Linked DNA regions of Mus musculus: region 1 is linked to region 2. A link is a contact called in public promoter capture Hi-C data. All regions are on one chromosome and are shown on one strand. Each heading gives the region's core, a stretch centred on a gene start, on an enhancer-like site or on the middle of the called end of the contact. The rest is flanking DNA. Distances are from core to core; before and after follow the strand shown. Region 1 overlaps Crebrf (CREB3 regulatory factor). Region 2 overlaps Neurl1b (neuralized E3 ubiquitin protein ligase 1B).

Region 1 (4,906 bases), core at 334-2,833, 320 kb before region 2:
ATTTCAGTATGTTCCCTTAGCATCTACCTTTGCTAGTCTGCAGGTGGCAAGACTCGTTTATTCACTCAATGCTCATGGAACTCATTTGATGTTTCTAAGAATTGACTGCCTCAGCTGCACAGAATGACATGATGAGAGGAGCCTGGCACGAATAGCAAAACTGAGCTGGGTCAGCTCTTAGGATTCAGGGAGCCCAGCTTTGGGTCCACATTGCACTATTCTACCTAACTGGTTGAGTGGTCTAAAAGTCTTGCTCACTGTATGCCAAATTCATAGTCACAGCAATGTTTATTTCTTCATCCCACCCAAAACAGGTACTAGATTTACTTCTGTGTTCAATGCTCCCAAGGAGCATTTAGGAGCTGGCAGCTTTCTGACCCAATCTTTTCTACTAGCATGTCCTATAAATTTATTACCTTTCCGCTCCCAACTCACAGAGTGTGTCCAGCCACACACTGTTCAATATAAAGGCCATGGAACCAAGTAAAATGAAAACTGACATGCTTACTCACTGATCTAACATCCACAGCCACTCATTCTTCTCACAAAATTTGCCCAGAGGAACTCTTGTCTATAACAGAAGTCTAACCACCACCACTCAAAATGAATCTGTGGCCAAGTTAAGTTTTACAAAACCATGCTCCTCCATCCCTGGCTGGCCAAGCCACAGAGCACAGAAACATATTAACACACTCTGAAAGAGCCTGCTAGAGTGGTACACGCAGTTAATCCCAGTATTCAGGAGGCAAGAACAGGCAGATTTATTAGTTCAGGGCTAGCCTGGTCTACATAGTGAGTTCCAGGACCCAGGGCTACAGAGAGACCCTGTCTCAAAAAATAAAAATAAAAGCATGACTTTCAGAGGATCTGGGGAGGCTGCTTCATGGTGGAGTAGCTATGGCACACCACGTGGAAGGCTGAAGGCTCAATCCCCACCACTACAATGGGAGGGAAGAATGACTGAAAAATCCCAAGAGCAAATACATCTGTTCAACTCTAAATTCTGTTAAGGCAAGGATTCCATTAATTTACATATAATTAATACCTAATATATGCAATGCCTAACATAAAAGATACTAAAACATGTTTTGATAAATGATTTCTTGATTCTCTTCTTGACCCTGCTTCTCTTTTGTTGATATACTGCCATAATTATCTAACTCATTTCTTGTTGACATGATTAAATTAGGATAGGATAGGATATATAGTGTAGTTCACTATATATCCTGGCACTTGGGAAGTAGAGGTGAGAGGATCAGGAGTTCAAAGTCAACTGAAGGTATATATCAAATCTAGGCCAGCCTGAACTACAGTAGATCTCGTGCCTCAAAAAAACCAAACAATGACAACAAAAAGAAAGTAAGAATGCCATATTTACAAAACATCCAGCCACACAGCTATGGTCTGAACAGACTACAAGCAAAGTCAACTGTGAAAAACATTCATGAGAATTAAAAAATAACCTCTCATTTTTAAGGAAGTGAGTTCTTGTTCTTGAACCATGCAATCTAACAACCCGAACCAGTTGTAGCCAGTCTACAGAATAGGCTCTATTAGCACTCGGCAGTTGGTTCAGAAGAGAAACTGAAACTTGATTTTTGCACCTCTCCTGGAACTTTGCAAGATCATCAACTGCATAGCCATTTGCCAAGAAACAGAATTTCAGGAGCTGGTCATCACAAAAGGATCTTTGTAAACCACTCACTCAACCCCAGACTACTGCTCTGACAGGAGTATAACTAGCCTTATTTTATTGATTCAAAAAATGTCTTCCTATTTCTCAGCCACAATTTCCTTTTGCACCCCTCAAGTTGGTTTAAATCTTTCTTTCAAGAAAAGAAATAATTTGTATCCCCCCAAAAAATTTAAAGCCCAAATAAGTTCTACAAAATTGTGTTAATTTATGGTGCAAGTATGTCATTCACTAACATTTAGAATACTGCACAAGTAATCCTAACCCAAAGCTTCACTTCAAGTCAAGTGAAAGTGAATGAATTTAGATGGCATATTCATTCATTAAGACATTAAGCAGCATTATCACTTAGATCCAGGAAGAGCACCAGATTACACTAAATACCTTCTAATACATAAAGCCACTGCCTAGCTGCTCAAGGAGAAAACGCTATGGAAGAAAAGGAAAGAGGATATGGCTAGACAGACTTAAAAACGTGTAGTCGCTGTATAAATCAAAATTCTGAGAAGATGGAAATGGTGTCATGGAGACTGAGTTTTCTTGAATTCACCTATGTGATCTCAAAAAACTAAAAATGTAAATCAAATATGGTGGGCATCCCAGCATAATCTGTTAGAAGAATCTCTGGGTAATAAACTGGGAAAAGCTAGATGCCAGCTGTTTGAAGATGTGGATGGGAGCTACACATCCAGAGTCTAATAGTAAGGAAAACAGAAATGTATAAAGCAAAGGAGGACCTTTCTGATCTGCCCCTTACAATGGAAGTGGTGTCTAGACACAGTCTTCCATAAAGACCCTTATGGGGCAGGGCACACACCTGCTGATCCCTCAGATACTATGAATCCCAGAAAGGCCACAATCCAAGATAAGGAAGAATTTTTCCTGACCAGCAAGTTTGATCTTTGCTGGTAAGCAACTACAAGAGTGATGTGCTTTGTCTGACACAACGTTCAAAGGAGTCCAGCTTCACCTTTTGTTGAGACTTGTGGTGGTGCTAAAGGGAAGAGGAAGCCACACACTACTAAAAAGGATAAGTTGACTCTACTGAAATGAAAAGAAAAAAACCACACAAGACAAAAACAGTAACAACAAAAACTTGCCAACCCATACTCTTGTAAAACACAGGAAAAGCATTACTAGGCTGTGTGCTGAAATCTGGCAAGCAGACTAAAACTGACTAACAAAGTCTGCATCAGAACCATGAAGTATTCAACAACATGGCTAGAGACAGAGTTGGCAAAGAAACATAAAGATGTAAGTTCCAAGCAGCCTTGAACACTGGAAGAACTGTGACCTTAACTGTGAAGAACAACTTAAGAGTTTAACATGGGAACAAAACACCCATGGAAGGAGTTACAGAAACAAAGTTTGGAGCTGAGATGAAAGGATGGACCATGTAGAGACTGCCATATCCAGGGATCCACCCCATAATCAGCATCCAAACGCTGACACCATTGCATATACTAGCAAGATTTTATCGAAAGGACCCAGATGTAGCTGTCTCTTGTGAGACTATGCCGGGGCCTAGCAAACACAGAAGTGGATGCTCACAGTCAGCTAATGGATGGATCACAGGGCTCCCAATGGAGGAGCTAGAGAAAGTACCCAAGGAGCTAAAGGGATCTTCAACCCTATAGGTGGAACAACATTATGAACTAACCAGTACCCCTGAGCTCTTGACTCTAGCTGCATATGTATCAAAAGATGGCCTAGTCGGCCATCACTGGAAAGAGAGGACCATTGGACACGCAGACTTTGTGTGCCCCGGTACAGGGGAACGCCAGGGCCAAAGGGGGGGAGTGGGTGGGTAGGGGAGTGGGGGTGGGTGGGTAAGGGGGACTTTTGGTATAGCATTGGAAATGTAAATGAGCTAAATACCTAATAAAAAATGGGAAAAAAAAAAAAAAAAGAATCAAAAAAAAAAAAAAAAAAAAAAGAGTTTAACAGACATCTGGACAAGCAGGAAGGACCATTGAGAATTGAGGTTGCGAGCAGCAATCAGGGGAGACTGCATTCAGACACTATACCCCATCAAGCTCTTCCCTTTATATTTAATACCCAGTACCAATTAACCACATCAGTCTATCCTCTTCTCCCTTTACCCTTACTCCTCTGGTCCCCTTTCAATTTTCTTTTCTCCTAAGCTTATACTCTTTGCCTTCTCACATTTCATTTGATAGGTTTTCCCAAAAATTACAGGCTAGCCTGATTTGTACGGTTTACTTATCTCATCCTGCCGGGTCCTGGGAATCTTTTAGAGTATTCTGTTGCACTTCTTTCCATCCTTTTGTTTTTTCATTCTCCATTAGGCAGACTGCCTCACTGTGTCCCTATTTCGCCTTCTCTCTTTATTTTTTTCTTCCTCTATTTTTTCTTCCTCTCTTTTTCCCGATACTAACCACAAATTCTTTTTTTCCCATTTCTACTCATCTGACAGGAACTGACACCTTAGTCTATCATGCTACTAGTGTTCCTTTATTTCCTGAAATAATTAGAGCTTAGGGGATGATTGTTACGTAACCATGACTGTAAATTCATACCAGGCCTATATTTTGCTAGTGATTTTTTTCTGTAGACAACATTTTAAGTCCTGGAGACTTAACTAGTGCACGAAGCACCAGTATAGCAGAGCAAAATGGCATCTCAATCCTATTACATCTGAGTCTCTCTTAAATGTTCTAAACATTTCTAATAGAAGAGTAAGAATGATAAAAATACTCAATCAACCTAATTCCAGATGCATAAATCCCTATGCAAAAATATAAAAACAACAAACAAAAAAAGGCAACATGGTTCCTCCAACATTTACCAGATAGTAATATTCTCCAATGACAATGAATTAGATGAAATTCCAGACAACAATTATATTTAAAGAAACAAAAAGGACATAAACCAAATTCTGAATGAATTTCAAGAGAATATAAACAGCTAAGAAGAAGGAGGAAGAGGAGGAGGAGGAGGAGGAGGAGGAGGAGGAGGGAAGGAAGAAGAGAAGAGAAGAGAAGAGAAGAGAAGAGAAAAAAGAAAAGAAAAAAGAGAAGAGAAGAGAAGAGAAGAGAAGAGAAGAGAAGAGAAGAGAAGAGAAGAGAAAAGAAGTCAGCACTGGACACAGTGCTGGCTAGTTTTTAAATGATAAAATCAGACTAAAAAGATTTGTGACCACCTAACCAGCTCTACAGAAGATATTTGAAGGAATGCTCTGAGCTAAAGAGA
Region 2 (5,124 bases), core at 413-2,912:
GGCGCGCAGGCTAGCCTGCGGTCGGCGGACAAGCTCACGTCGGGTCCGCGCGTGGCGTGGAAGCGCAGCTCGGCGTCCAGCAGCGCGGGCGATGAGGCGGGCCTCGGGCGTTCGCGGGCCACGCACGGGACCGCGGCGTCGGGACGGCCGAGAGCCAGGTGACCCAGCTTGGCCACCACCTGGTTGTTCTCCAGCTCGTTGTTGTCGAAGTTGGCAGCGTCGTGGCTGCCAGGAGGGGGGCAGGCGCTGAGGCGAGCCTGACCCAGGCGCAGGGGGGTCAGCGTGTCAGCGAAGGTGCTTTCTATGGGACAGAAGAGAGGTATCAAGAGGCAATTGGCACCCAGGACCTCAAGCCTCAGACCTTGTCCCTTAAGCCTTAAGGGCCCTGGACTCCAGTTGCCCCTGACCTGCAACCTCAGATCCTGCACATTACCCAGATCCACCGACCTCCAACCTCAGGTCTAAAATCCTACACTCCTGATTCCCTCTACCTCTAACTTCACAGTCCGTAACTCCCAAACCTCAAAACCTGGAGCTTACATTGCCAACCCCTGCAACCTCAGACATGAGACTCTAGACTCCGGCTCCTCTAGATCTCGTATCTCAAACTTCAGGCCCTACTCAGATCACAGACGGGTCAGGCAGAACCCCATTGCCCTAAATGTAAGGCCCTGGCCCCCAGATCTGCCTGACTTCTGATCCCTAGCTCCCCTGGATCTCACCCACGCTCTTCCTGACCTCAGACTTCCATCCAGGTTACCCTGGCTTTATAGCTGCAGGTGGCTGGACTGGCTTGTGTTCCCTGAGCCTCCAGTCCTTGCTGTACCCAACCTCCCACTGCTTTGGAAGGTTCTTCTTTCCCTTCCATCTCCACCCTGCTTCCTCTTTCCTCCCACCCCGCCCGGCCCGTTCTTGAACTTGTGATGTCTGTCTTAGTGTTCCAAGTTCTGGAGTTCATGTACCATGCCCGACTTCTTGCTTCTTCCTTTGTCCTTTTCTCTCTCTCCCTCCAGAGGTTTTCATACATTTGCACAGCTGGGCATTGAAAGTTCCTTTATTGTTTCCCTACTTAAAGCAAAACATCAACCTAAAGAGCAAATCTGACACTGGGGCCCTAGCCTGTGGCAGGCTAACCTGAGCTCTCGGATCTCATTGACTACAGCAACCGACAGGCATGAACGATCACTACGGCCATTTAGCATGGGAACGGAGGCACAGAACCACGCTGTCTTGTCTAGATTCAGGGTTCTTTACCACAATGCCACCAGGAACAGAAAGGACAGGGCACATGACAGAATGGAGACAGTAGAGAAAAGAGGAAGCGAGGATGCCAGTGTATTGAGTGGGAGGTGCTATTTGCTGGGAGAGCAGGAGTCGGGGAGAGTCAAGAGTTCCATCTAGCAGGCTCAGTACAAGGCTGGGGTATCAGAGAGAGGCAGGTAAGCAGCAGGAGGGTGGAGTGTGCATTTGGGAATTCTAGACTTTGCAAAGTCCTCTGGGGTTCCTGTGTTGGGGGCTAGATTGAGAGGTACTGCAGGTTCTGAGGGGCAGGGATCTGGGTGCCCATTGGCAGTGCTGGTCCCCAAGGGTAAATGCTGGCCTGAAGAGTTACTCAGTCCTGTGAGAATAGGTTTTTAGGAAGAGAGCAGGCCTGACCACCGACTCTCCGGCTTCTAGTTTCACTATGCTATGTCTCCTGCTTGTTCCTCCTGTCGCCCCAATAGCAGCTCCCAGAGGCCCTGCAGCCGGCGCATCATGCTTTTCTGATGAAGCCTCGGGTATTTGGTTGCAGTAGACAGAAGCGAGGCTAACATGGAAGTTCAGAGATGGCATCCATGTCCTGCTCATGTCCTCAGATCAGGGGACATTGTCTTGCTTTATGACAGCTTGTTCAAGTCTACAGCTGTTTATACATATGCACACATAACTATCTTCAGATTATGTTACACATACACACACATACATCCAACCACACCCTGTGTGGCTCTAAGAGCTGAATATATATTTAAAATGTGTTTATATGTACTTTTAAAACATTTTTGTTGTTTTTATGTTCATGTGTGGTTTGTGTGTGTGTGTGTGTGTGCGCGTGTGTACTATATACCTGGTACCCACAGAAGCCAGAAGAGGGTGTTGGATACCCTAAGATTGGAATTACAGATATTTGTGAGCCACCTTGTGGGTGCCAGGAATAGAACCTGGGTTCTCTGGAAGAGCCGCAAGTGCTCTTAACTGCTTGAGCAATTTCTTCAGCCCCATGTGCACTGTCTTTTACATGTGTTTTATGTGTGCTGTCGTACACAATTCAAGAGAATGAGTGCACCCAGCACAAAATCCAGGGCCTTCTATCTCAGCAGTAGAGGGCCTGTGGTCTTTACAGTCAGGTACATGATGACTTGCAAGGCCTATGGAGGACTGCTACTCTGGTTTCTGTACCCACACCCAAATTTCCTTGGTGAGAATAGCCCATCCTCACTGTTATCACCTGAGGAGTTGGGGTCTCTCTACCTGGTCAGTCACTACTACCCAAACCCCTGCCTATAGCCACAAGTCGAGAGATAGGGATGTGAACCATAATGCATGGGATGAGGCCAGTAAGTCTTGAGACCCAGAAAAGCAGCTGGTAGGCCAGAGGACTGCTACAGCAGGTGACCCTTTGGCCCACAGGATGGCTAAGCTGAGGAGGAAGCAGGAGGGAGAAGGGAAGATGCCTCCCCAGGCTCCACCCTTTGCCGCTCGCCACTCACCGCTGTGACCCTTTCTTCCTTAAATAATATTGAAGCAACTGAGTATTTCAGACTGTCTAGCCTGCGATGACGTGGCTTTGGTGTGATATTTGTTTAATCTGACCCAGACATTGGAGTACATGCAGAGGAAGGATGGGAGCCACTCAGACTCACACCTTTGTGCCAGGAAGAGGGATGGTTCTCCTCCAGCCAGCATCCCTGGGCCCCTCTGTGTTAGTCCTGATGTATGTGGCATAAGCCAATGATCACAAATATAAATATAATGAGCGCTAAAGGAATCAAAGTGACTAGCGGGGAGGGGCGGGCACCCAATGCAAAGGGCTTCCTCAGAATGACAGCAGGGCCAAGCTGCAGGCTGTGCCACCTGAGAGCCTTGGGTACGCTGGGTGCTGGAAGCCAGCTCTGCTGTCATTGGCTTAGGTGAAGCCTAAACAGAGACTTCCCATATCTCCTAGGGGACTCCGTGTACAGCCAGGGCTGAGAGCTGTGGAGCCAAATACAGACCAATCCGGTCTTGCAGACCAGGAGCTTCAGGACTGGTCACTTTCCTTCTTAGAACCTGGCTTCTCCACTCAGTGGGGAACTGCACCCTGGACCTAGCTCGTCCAGTGTAGTAGCTGGACCCATTGCAGAAGATGCAGGGCATACATTTCCACCAGGCCAAAAGCTGTGCGCATCCTGTAGGCCCCTTTGACTTGAGTTCTGGAGCAGTGGAGACAGTCCCAGGCCTGTGGTGCTAGATGAAATAAAGCCTGCACACACTGGAATTTTAGATAAACAAATCGGTGGGAATGAGCATGTCCCAGATACTGCCGCCGAATGTGCTGGTGCTACGTTTTCTGTTTCGTTTCTCTTACGTTCAAATCTAAGTAGGTGGCCTGGATTTTTATTGCTCCATTTGACAGCCCTACCCCGACATCATCCTTGGGTCTTGCTTCTCAGGCTTGACTCAGGTATGAGAAAAGAGGGGGGTGATAAGGGGGTACTGGGTGATGTTTTGGGGGGAAGAATTTCATGGCTGAGAATCTTAAAGCAATAAATTACCTCCCCAGGAGTCTAGAGTACACAGAGCAAGCCATACACTGAGCTACTTACTGGTGGGACCTGGGGTACCTCTCTCCCCAAGCCAAGTTTTCCCAGGGGTCTCTCGGGGTTGTACGTTACACTATCCCACACCTGTTGCCTGTTTTAAACATTAAGTCATGGTAGCTCACTATCCATTTATTTACTGGTATTTTAAAAAAGTTTTATTCAGGGTTGGGGATCAAAACTGGAGCCTTGAGGACTGGTTAGTGCTCTGTCATGGAGTAACAGCCACAATTGAGACAGAGTCTCACTATGTGGCCCTGGCAGGCCTGGGACTTTTCTATGTGAATCAGGCTGGCCTTGAACTCACAGACATGCACCTGCCTCTGCCTCCTGGATGCTGGGGCTAAAGGCATATAGTGACACACCAGGGTCTTCTTATTTTTACTATCCCCCTCCCCCCGCAAACCTAATTAACTTTGGAAGAGAAAAGAAAGAAAACATTACACAGATTGTTACTAACCCCTGGCCACTCTGGGGCATTACCTGGGCAGTCTGTGAACCAAGATTTTCTAGGGTGGTGTGTCCATCCCCAGAAATGGTTGGTCTCTAAAACCCCCTCATTCCCCAATTATCTATTTACCCAGATGTAACCATTATCAACTTGTTTTCCCCATGGGAAAGAAAAGACACCCCTAGAGCCAGAAGCTTCCCACACATAACCCTGGAAATGTTCTTGTTGCTCTGTTTAGTTGTACACAGGCCTGGGGTGGAGAGATAGCTCAGTGGTTAATAGCACTTACTGCTCTTGCAAAGGACCAGGTTTAGTTCCCAGCATCCACATGGTGCCTCATAACTCCAGTTCCTAGTGCCCTGACTCCCTCTTCTGGTCTCTACCACATGCACACATGTGATGTAGGTACATACATTCAGGCATGCCCCCATACGCATGAAAAAAAAAGCAACACAATTTCATGTGTTGTAGGAAGGGAAATGTGCCCATGATCCCACATCCCAGAGACAGAGCTCCTCAGCACTCGATGCCCCCATTACATGTGTGTGTGATCACTGTTCCATGCTGAGGGCATCTCATCAGCTAGCACAGCTCAGAGACAACTCAAAAATAAGGAAACTGAGGCTCAGGTTTGCTTTGTTACATGGTGGGCTCTGCTCGATTCTCCCTAAGGGTCACAGAATACTGTGGTGGTGGTGGTGGTGGTGGTGGTGGTGGTGGTGGTGGTGGTGGTGGTGGTGGTGGTGGTGTGGAAGCAGGTTTGCTGGCTGGTAAAAAGGGGGGAGGGGTCCTGCGTCTCCTAGGTGTATCCAGACTCATTTAGTCATCGAGGCCCGG

Evidence for each region. Capture Hi-C pulls out chosen DNA fragments and counts their contacts.
Region 1: a promoter capture Hi-C map of adipose tissue shows a contact between it and region 2. The contact joins two enhancer-like sites. A contact is called at or near these places in 1 of 484 Hi-C or Micro-C datasets (olfactory sensory neurons) and 2 of 9 other capture datasets (adipose tissue and embryonic stem cells).

The regions. Positions count from the first base shown.
Region 1 is chr17:26,750,333-26,755,238 of GRCm38.p6, reverse strand. The region is part of intron 4 of Crebrf (CREB3 regulatory factor); the gene reads right to left. Among named protein-coding and RNA genes, the nearest start is that of Bnip1, 28 kb to the left of the region's middle. Within about 2 kb of position 1,583, at least 69 of the 459 cell types and tissues checked have an H3K27ac peak or open chromatin away from gene starts, as enhancers often do. A contact at or near this core is called in adipose tissue, where this site is marked.
Region 2 is chr17:26,433,844-26,438,967 of GRCm38.p6, reverse strand. Neurl1b (neuralized E3 ubiquitin protein ligase 1B) reads right to left here. Exons shown (of 5, transcript NM_001081656.3): 3 at 1-301. Among named protein-coding and RNA genes, the nearest start is that of Neurl1b, 22 kb to the right of the region's middle. Within about 2 kb of position 1,662, at least 48 of the 459 cell types and tissues checked have an H3K27ac peak or open chromatin away from gene starts, as enhancers often do. A contact at or near this core is called in adipose tissue, where this site is marked.